Regions from separate parts of the Capsicum annuum genome. Here region 2 is linked to region 1. Evidence: chromatin contacts called from public Hi-C data. All regions are on one chromosome and are shown on one strand. The core of a region is the stretch at or near the end of the contact, and the rest is flanking DNA. Distances in the headings are between cores, read along the strand shown. Region 1 holds the start of LOC107870982 (probable inactive shikimate kinase like 2, chloroplastic). Region 2 has its middle 16 kb from the start of LOC107870976.

What was found. Hi-C and Micro-C count contacts between places; a contact is called where the count stands out from the background.
Region 2: a contact with region 1 is called in a Hi-C map of leaf, with 2.9 times the contacts expected there. The contact joins the enhancer-like site here to the promoter of LOC107870982 in region 1. A contact is called at or near these places in 4 of 5 Hi-C or Micro-C datasets (bud, leaf and placenta).

The regions. Positions count from the first base shown.
Region 1 is chr1:19,470,262-19,475,042 of UCD10Xv1.1, forward strand. It overlaps LOC107870982 (probable inactive shikimate kinase like 2, chloroplastic), which reads right to left and starts at 1,587. Exons shown (of 8, transcript XM_016717721.2): 1 at 1,229-1,587. The coding sequence starts at 1,459.
Region 2 is chr1:19,527,785-19,532,184 of UCD10Xv1.1, forward strand. No RefSeq gene overlaps it. Among protein-coding and RNA genes, the nearest start is that of LOC107870976, 16 kb to the right of the region's middle. Within about 2 kb of position 1,372, at least 2 of the 5 cell types and tissues checked have an H3K27ac peak or open chromatin away from gene starts, as enhancers often do. A contact at or near this core is called in leaf, where this site is marked.

The DNA of each region.
Region 1 (4,781 bases), core at 337-2,836:
TGTTGTTGTTCTTGTTTAAGACTCTTCATTCAAAAGTCTATTGCTATTTCCTTAAATTTCGTGCCAAATCAAAACTAGACAATCAAATTGAAACTGCAGGAGTATACTAAATCAATATCTGGTACTATTTGATTGAACATAATGGTAAGTTGCACATGGCAGTAGCAAAAGGTAAGTGAACAAGTTCATGTACTTAATGAACACAAAAAATTACTCCATCCATTCATTTACTTGTCACATTTAGTTTTAGTAAAGTCAATTTGACTAAATTTCAAAGTTAAAGTGAAGTAGATTAATCTAATATTTCAAATGTAAAAGTTTGATGTTCGAAAACTATACCAAAATGCTATATTCCCTCCATCTCATTTAAGTTGGGCACTTTTTATTTTACACGATAATTAAGAAATCATAAATTGAACGACGAATTTTACTATTTTATCCTTTACCCATATAAATAATATTCATTTGGCATATGAATGTACATTTAAATGGTAAGTGTTTATATTTAATGTATATTAATTGTAAGAGTAAAAATAAAAAAAATAATTACTCTTTCCGTTTGCTTTTTCTTGTCACAAATTTTCTAATTGTATTTCTATTTTTACTAGTCATTTTTGACATAACTAGAAAATACAACTTATGTTTCCTATTTTACCTTTCGTATTAATTATTTTTTCTCCAAATTAATTTCAACACATAATATAAACATTATTTAATACTAAAAATTACAAAGACCTACAATTTAAGTTTCACTTATTACAAAAAATCCATCTCTCTAAACATATTACAAAAATCTCATTTTTAAGTTAATACATATACATAGCTTTCTATGTAATATGTCAACTTTATTATGTATATGAATCGGCCTTGTTATGCATATATCGGCCTTGTTATGTATATGTTGACCTTGCCATATATGTATATGTCGGCCTTGTCATGTATATGAATCGGGAGAGAGAGTAAAACAATTAAGGAAGTGGGAGAGAGTGTAAATAATTCTAATAAGATTGAGATTTATGTTATTTTTACTACTATTTAATATGATAAAATAGTCACGTTATTAATTATTTTTCTTATTGGAGTGTCAAGTTAAATAGTGAAAAGTAAAAACAAAAGGATGAAGTAATTCTATCAAGTGATCAACTAATATGAGACATTTAAATCAAAGTTGATGTAATTTGACTCTCGAAAAGTGAAAGATGAGCAGTAAAAGTGAAGAAGGGAGTACCTCGTAGTGAGTGTTATTGGTGGAAGCAGTAGGAAGATTACTACAGTAGTGAATGGGATTGATTTTCTTGAAACTGTTGTAATCCAAACGGGGAGTTGCTGAATAAAAGCACGTAATAGAAGGAAATGTGAGCTTTGGAAAAGGAGAAAAACTCTTTGGAATTGAGAGTGGAACTTTAATGGTATTTCTGGTGAGGAAACTGAGACCCACTGAAGAAGAAGAAGAAGCCATGTTTGCTTCTGGTTCTTACTGAAGATTGGAGCAGATAAGAAAATGTTTTTTTTTTTTTTTTTTTAAAAGGAAAATATACAGATAGCTCCCTTAGTTGGATCTAGTTACATATTGGACCATATAACAGTATATCTTCAAATTTATCTCAATTTTAGGGTTTATTAAAGTTTAAACATAAATATAATTACATTAATTTAACATTCTCTTTCCCAATTTATATGGTACAATTGAAATTTTAAAATTCAAGCTTCAAAACCGTGATATAAATTCGGACACAGAAACGTAAGTTTCTTGAAATAAACTTTATACATTTGAAAACTGCATAAAAAATATTGTAAACTACAATAATTAATAACTTAAAATAGCGATGAAAAATCTGTCTCAATTTATATGGTGTTACTTTGGTATATTAGTTTTGCTTTACTTCTGTAAACATAAATTCAATTGCGACAATATTAGGGAGACTAGTTAAGTTTACTAATTTATGATTTCAGTTTGTCATACTAAAAATTACACAAAGCCACAACTTAAGTATTACTTATTACATAAAATCCCAGCTCTCAAAACATCTTACAAGAATTCTACTTTTTCAATTACTCTCTCTAAAAGTACATATATATAACTTTACTAATTTTTGTACAACTTGTTCTCCTTGGAAGAAGCCTAAAATCAAGGGTCATTATGTAGCGGCTACTATTCTTGATTCATTACCATGTTTGATGCGGCTTTGGGCTGTAGGTGACAAAATTTTTTTAAAATGAGGTGTAGGTGACACAAATCTTAATAATTGAGTGGAAGTGATAATTACTTAATTATGGATTAAGAAAGTTTGGAAAATTTCAAAATAACCCACAAGTTTTTAAATTTATATTTTGATCCAAATATTAGTTAATATAACGAGAAACGAAGGGAAAAAAGGTGCATTTTTCTCTCTTCTCATCCGTTATTTTCTCTCTCTTCGCAATATTTGTTGTTCATTATTGCTGCTGCTTTATTCACCATCTTCTGATTCATTATCATCATCTTATACTTCATTATCATCTTCATATTCTTCTTATTGTTGTTACAACAACTGCTGCTCTTTGATCAATTTTTTATGTCAAATTTTATTTCGTACATCACTTTCAACTTTGACATTTACTTGAGAGAAGACTTTGGTAAGTCAAATTATACTTTTTAATTGAATTTGTCATTTGAGTAACTGATAGTATGCTATTTTTTCAACAATAGCTAGCACGCGAACATGAATGCAACATAAGAGCAATCTGTTTAAACAGATTCATCATTTGTGGCACCAAATAAATATTTTGTTGCAACAGTAGACTCATGCTGGATTCATGTTTATGGTTCTAGGTGCCCGTAATATGAATCGAATAGATGGGTATTCTGTTGCACCAGATTAGTTATCTGTTCCAACAGACAAGTAATCTGTTGCAATTGAATATATATTTGTTGCAACAGAATATATATCTATTGCAAAAGAATATTTATCTGTTACAACAGATAATTATTCTGTTGGAACAGATGAATAATTTGTTTTGAACAATAAAATACAACTCCTGTCACAAACCCAACAGATAACTCAACTCATATGTTGATCTCTTGCTATTGATACTAGATTCAAATTATTCCTTAATTGTAGGCATGTCATTTGTTGAAAAAAAAGAAATAGATAGCATAAAAATTAAATAAGAATTAAAACGTCAAATGGATCAAACATAATTTTTTTATTAAACAAAGAAAAAAATACATATATAAAAGAAAAGAAAAAGCTTAATTATTATTATCATTATTATTTGTATGGCCAGCCGGACAATCTTTAACCGGCAGCAGCAACACCCTCCCCAGCCTACGGATCTTCCGCAGCATCCTTACTCTAACGATGGTCAACTCCCACTGCAGGTCATGAATCTCCTTCTGCAGTTCCCGCATGGCGTCTCATAAAATACCAATATCCCACACTAGATCAGCCATATCTAGAAAACACATAAATTGACAAAACACGTAAAACAAAAATAAAGAAAGAAAGAATTCGAATGTAATACAACGTATACTTACACAGAATGCAAAAAAAAAACTTACCAGAGACAGAAAAAAGCTATCAAGTCTTTGAAGAGAAGTAGTTGAAGGTGTAATAAGAACAAGGAATAAATAGGTAGTAGAATGAACGATTGAGTAAGGAGGGACCTATTTATAGAGGATTGAACTTGAATGTGTTAGGCAAAAAGTCGCAACTGTTCACCTCCATTTATTAATGACATTCTTGCTTGCCGTGAAAAGTTATGACTTAATTAAATTAAGCAATATTGTGATAAGTCATGACTTTTCAGCTTATTATTATTAATAATTAGTTCTTTCCAGGAACCGTTTTTATAGAGTTGTGACAACAGATTCTATATCTTTTGAATCAGATAACTCATATGTGACAACATATATATCATCTGTTGCAACAAATAGATAACCTGTTGTATCATATCATATATCTGTTGCAACATATAATCTATATATATTTTTTTTAAAAAATTATCATCATGAAATCCAAATTTTCTAACTTTTTTATTATATAAATTAATAAAACAGATTTAAGGTGTAACTGTTCACCTCCATTTATTAATGATATTCTTGATTAGTGTAAAAAGTTATGACTTAATTAAATTAAGCAATATTGTGATAAGTCATGACTTTTTAGCTTATTATTATTAATAATTAGTTCTTTTCAGGAACTGTTTTTATATTGAGTTGTGACAACATATTCTATATCTGTTGCATCAAATAACTCATTTGTGACAACAAATATATCATCTGTTTCAACAAATAGATAACCTGTTGCATCAGATAATCTATCTGTTGCAACATATAATCTATCTTTTTTTTTTTTTTTAAATTATCATCATATCATTTATTCAAATTTGTTGACTTTTTTATTATATAAATTAATAAAACAAATTTAAAAACGAAAATATTTTTGGTGAGTTTTTTATGGTCGAAAATATTTTTGGTGAGTTTTTTACGGTTTAAATTATGTTTATCATTTATTTCCTTATTATTTTCTGTGAAAAGAAATGACTTAATTAAATCAAGCTGGTGAGTTTTTTATTATTGTGACAAGTCATGACTTTTTCAGCTTATTATTATTAATTAGTTCTTAAATTTAAATAACCTTTTTCTCAATTTAAAATCGAAGACACCTTTTTAATAACTATTTCTTTAATAAAATAATAACCATTTTATTGAGTTATGGCAACAAATTGTATATCCGTTGCATAAAATAACACATATGTTGCAACAGATATATCATTTGTTGCAACAAATCGACCATCTA
Region 2 (4,400 bases), core at 122-2,621, 57 kb after region 1:
TATTGATAACTGGACAATTTGAAATTTCTCAGATCACGTTAGTTTGATTGTAGGCATAAATAAAGGAGCACAAATATCAAGCAAAAATCAATGCACTAAAATAGGAGCAGAAAATACTATTTTGATATGTATGAGGGGGATGAGAGAGAGAGTAAATTTAAGTGATTGAAGTAATTACTTTGGGATTTTTGTAATTTTTTTTACAATATAGAATTTTATGTAATAAGGTAATATTACCTTGTATATATGTAATTTTTAGCTTTATAATCCACATAAATATTGTACTCTTTGTTTCATATCAATTGGTCCCTATAGACTTAGCACACCCATTATGAAATTAATAAATAGAGATACATTTTATATATTTATCCTTGTATGCATTTTAAAGTACAATAATCAATGAAATGATTAGACATTGAAATTTGGTACATATTACTCGATCTCATGCATCACATGTAGAACATTAAGTATTTATAACCAAAACTAGTAACAATTATTTAATTTTGATTTTGAAAATTTAGATCATGTATGCACCATTCAATAATTTTGAAAACTGTGGATGTATTTAATATTTCTATAAAGGGTAAAATGGAAAACATATGTATAAAATACTTTTGATTTTAGAACTTGGATAACTAAATTGAAACAAATATTTTCAGAAAGAAGTCCAACTAATACGAAACGGAGGAAGTAATATATGCTCCATTTATCCCAATTTATGTGACATACTTTTCTTGTCCGTCTCAAAAAGAATGTCATATTTTTTTATTTGACAATTATCTAATAATATTATTCCCATTTTGTTCTTACTGGGCCACACTTAATAAGGAACAACAACTAAAAAGTAAACATTAAAGTGACTTTAAAAGGAATAATTTTGTAAACTATACAAAGTCATTATTTATTTCTTAAATACCATATTCGATCAAAAAGTGAAAAATAAAATAGAACAAAAATATAAAATAACGAATTTTTAAAATTCACTTTTCATAGTTAGGTCATTTGTATGAAAACAAAACATAAATATTTTCTCCCCCACATTAAGATAGTATACTCGATAAGTTGTCAGACGTAAATTAAAACGAAATGAAAGGAGTATTTGATGGACTATCATATATTGTAGGCCCAGAACTCAAATAAGTAGTGTCATTTCTTGCTTTTTGACAAAGAGCATGGAATTGGAAAAGGGGAAATAATATAAAACCATTGGTGAGAAAAACAGAAAAAAAATTGAGAGAAAAATAAAGACAAATTGTGACCAATGAGTCCTAGACACCTCATAGTTAAGATCTATTCAAAAAATAAACTGTTAATGTGTATTGATTTGACTCATTTCCAAAAAGTTAATGGGGTCTTGTCAAAAAAGTAAAATAAAATCTGAGCATAATTTTCAATGATATGTTCTCATAAGATATGTTAAGCATTTTCTATAAGGTTCACTTTAGTAAAATTCTCTAGAAAGATTCACTATGTTTCCTACTTTTTTGGCAATTTTGTACTAGTCTTATGATATGAGGATCCTAAACCTATGGTAAAGACATTATTGGGAAAAAATAGTGTGTGACAATCTACTTTAAGTCATGTCTTGAGAAAAATAAGGAAAAATCACAACACTTTATTCTTGTTTTGCCAAGCATATATGGTCAAGTCTTGTACGAGCATGTTTTTTTTTAAAAGCATATATTACTTTTATCATATTTCTACAGTATAATTTTGTAATGAAGCGAATTCAGTTGCCTCAATACAATATATATGAGCATGCCATGCCAAATTTGAGGGGATATCTAGTAGTAGAAAATTGCATCCAAAATATTTAAACACAGTATATATTCCAATGTTTTATGTGTGTACCAGTAAATGGGTCCAAATGTATCTTACTTCAATGCTCAATTCTTGATATTATTGGGTCCAATGTTTTAATTTACTGCCATTTTAATTTGTGGCTCAGAGGTAGGGCAGTAAATGGACATACTGACCAACTTGTTCATTTATCAATCGCAAACCATGTCATCTAAAGATCTAAAGATCGTGATATCTATTTTCAGTGGCAGTAAATCCCCCCCCCCCCCCCCCCCCCCACCAACCACCTTTTTTTTAAAAAAAAAATAATTAATTGATTTTCTAACCTTTTTTTTTTTTTAATTTTCTACGCGATGTTTGATGCTCATAATTAATGACGGAGTTAAAATTTTTATTAATGAGGTTCAAAATATGAATATGTAAATATATAAACTAACCGAAGGGAGTTCAACATCTATCATACATACATAAAAAAATAATTTTAATCATGCATACATAATCTAATTTTTCACCGAAGGATGAAACCCCCCTAAGCCCAAGGTGGCTTTGCCCCTGCCCACAATTTAGATTAACGCCGGAAAGCTCTATTTTGGGAGGTAAAATTCGGCTTATCAAAGCTAAAGTCAGTTTATATTCAGAGTTTAAATATGAGACCCCTAATCAAAATGGAGAAGTACATATTGAATATGAGACCTCTGGTCAAAGATGGAGAAGTACATATTGCTCTACACCACAACTTTAGTTGTGATCTTTGAAGCTTGTATTGAAACATAAAGACCTTAATTCGTACATAGAACCACAATGTTTGTTACGTTGTTTCGAGTACTCATTCAAGAAACTAAATATAATGCCACTGCGTATACATTAATTAAAGCATAACTCATATTTGTGCAAGATTCCTCCTTGGATCTCTACCTTAATTTATAACAAATGCCTACGTAATAGCAGAGAAATAGCATGTTAATTAGTTAGAAGAAAACTTAATTAATTAAAGAAATAGCATGTTAGTTAGAAGAATAATCAAAGAAAAAACGTAATTGCTGACAAACTTGGATGCTTCCAAGATACAATTTCTTATAGAAATTAGAAATATTTGGAACCCTAATTTTCATTACCAAGGAATGGTTGGCACTTGGCATTGATCCATTACTCCAATTATATTGTATTGGTATTCAATAATCCCCCTGCCTTACTCTAATTTTGATTTATAACTTTTATAGATAACAGCTTTCCTTTGCCTGACAGACACAAACTAATATTGTCACTCTTATATTTCTTTTGTTCCAGTTGGTGGTGACAAATTAAATGGATGGATTGTATCGAATTTAGGTGGATTGAAAATGAATTGAGTTAAAATGGATTGTATTGCAATCAATTCATTTGAAGATGATTGGTTTTTCTCCTAAATTCAAAAAATTTAAGACCTTTAACCGAGCTAAGTAAACTTAGCTTTAACAAACAAACCAAAAAAGATTTACTTTAAGGGTGTGTTTGTATTAAAGAAAATATTTTGAAAATTTCTCATGTTTGATTTACTTAAACGTTTTTATACAAAATAATTTTCAAATGAACTTATTTTACTCTAATTTAAGGAAACTGACTTTCTACGTAAAGAAAAACATTTTCAAAACTCTCTTAACCTCACCACAGCCTAATCCACTTAGACTCCATATATCATCAACCCCTGACCCCCACCCCTCGACCTACCACCCCCGCTCCACCTTCTACTCAGGCCCATACCCTCTCCCCTAATCCACCACTCGCTCCTCCTCTCTACCGCCTCAACCTCTGCCTTTCTTTCACCCCGCCCACCCCCACCCCTCTGCTCAGGATAACCCTTCCTAATGACTGAGTTAGGATTTTCACTAAGGGGTTCAGAATATGACGAAGTAAGAAAATAAAGGAGTCAAAAGGGGTTCAACATCGACTATATATATAAAAATAATTTTAACTATATATAAATAATGTAACGTTTCACTAAAGGGGCTTCAGATGAACCTCTCCGCCTTACCTTGCTCTGCCACTCATTACTCATGAGTTCCCTCTCCCAACTTTCATTCAGACTCGAGCCCTCGACCAATACCTAACCTCGAACCTGGCTCTAGATCGTGACCCAAACCGAGGTCCAACCACTCTCTTACTCTTTATCAAATCTAGAGCCTTTGACCCTAACTTTGATTGGAGACCAACTTCTGACCTTGGCCGAGACTCGAGATTCTACCTCGATCGACCTAGCTAAGAGCTGACTTCTACCCTAGACCCAAGTTCTACCCAGCACTCGACCCCAACACTTGATCCTGGCTTGTGATCTGAGAACCCAACCTTGGACCCGACGCCAACACTTACTTGGGACTAGACCCCGTGATACAAGAAAGATAAGGGAAACACGAAACAAACACCAAATTAGTCCACAAGTTTGAAGAACCGAGGACCCCTTTGGTGACCACTCTCGAATTCACTACAACAACAATAAAAACACAATAACAACAAGATATTGAAGGTGTAAATACACCAAAACAGCAACAATATGACGAGATGGACAACAATAACAAGATAGGAACAACACGCGGTTTTACTAACTAGAGATAGAAACGGTTACA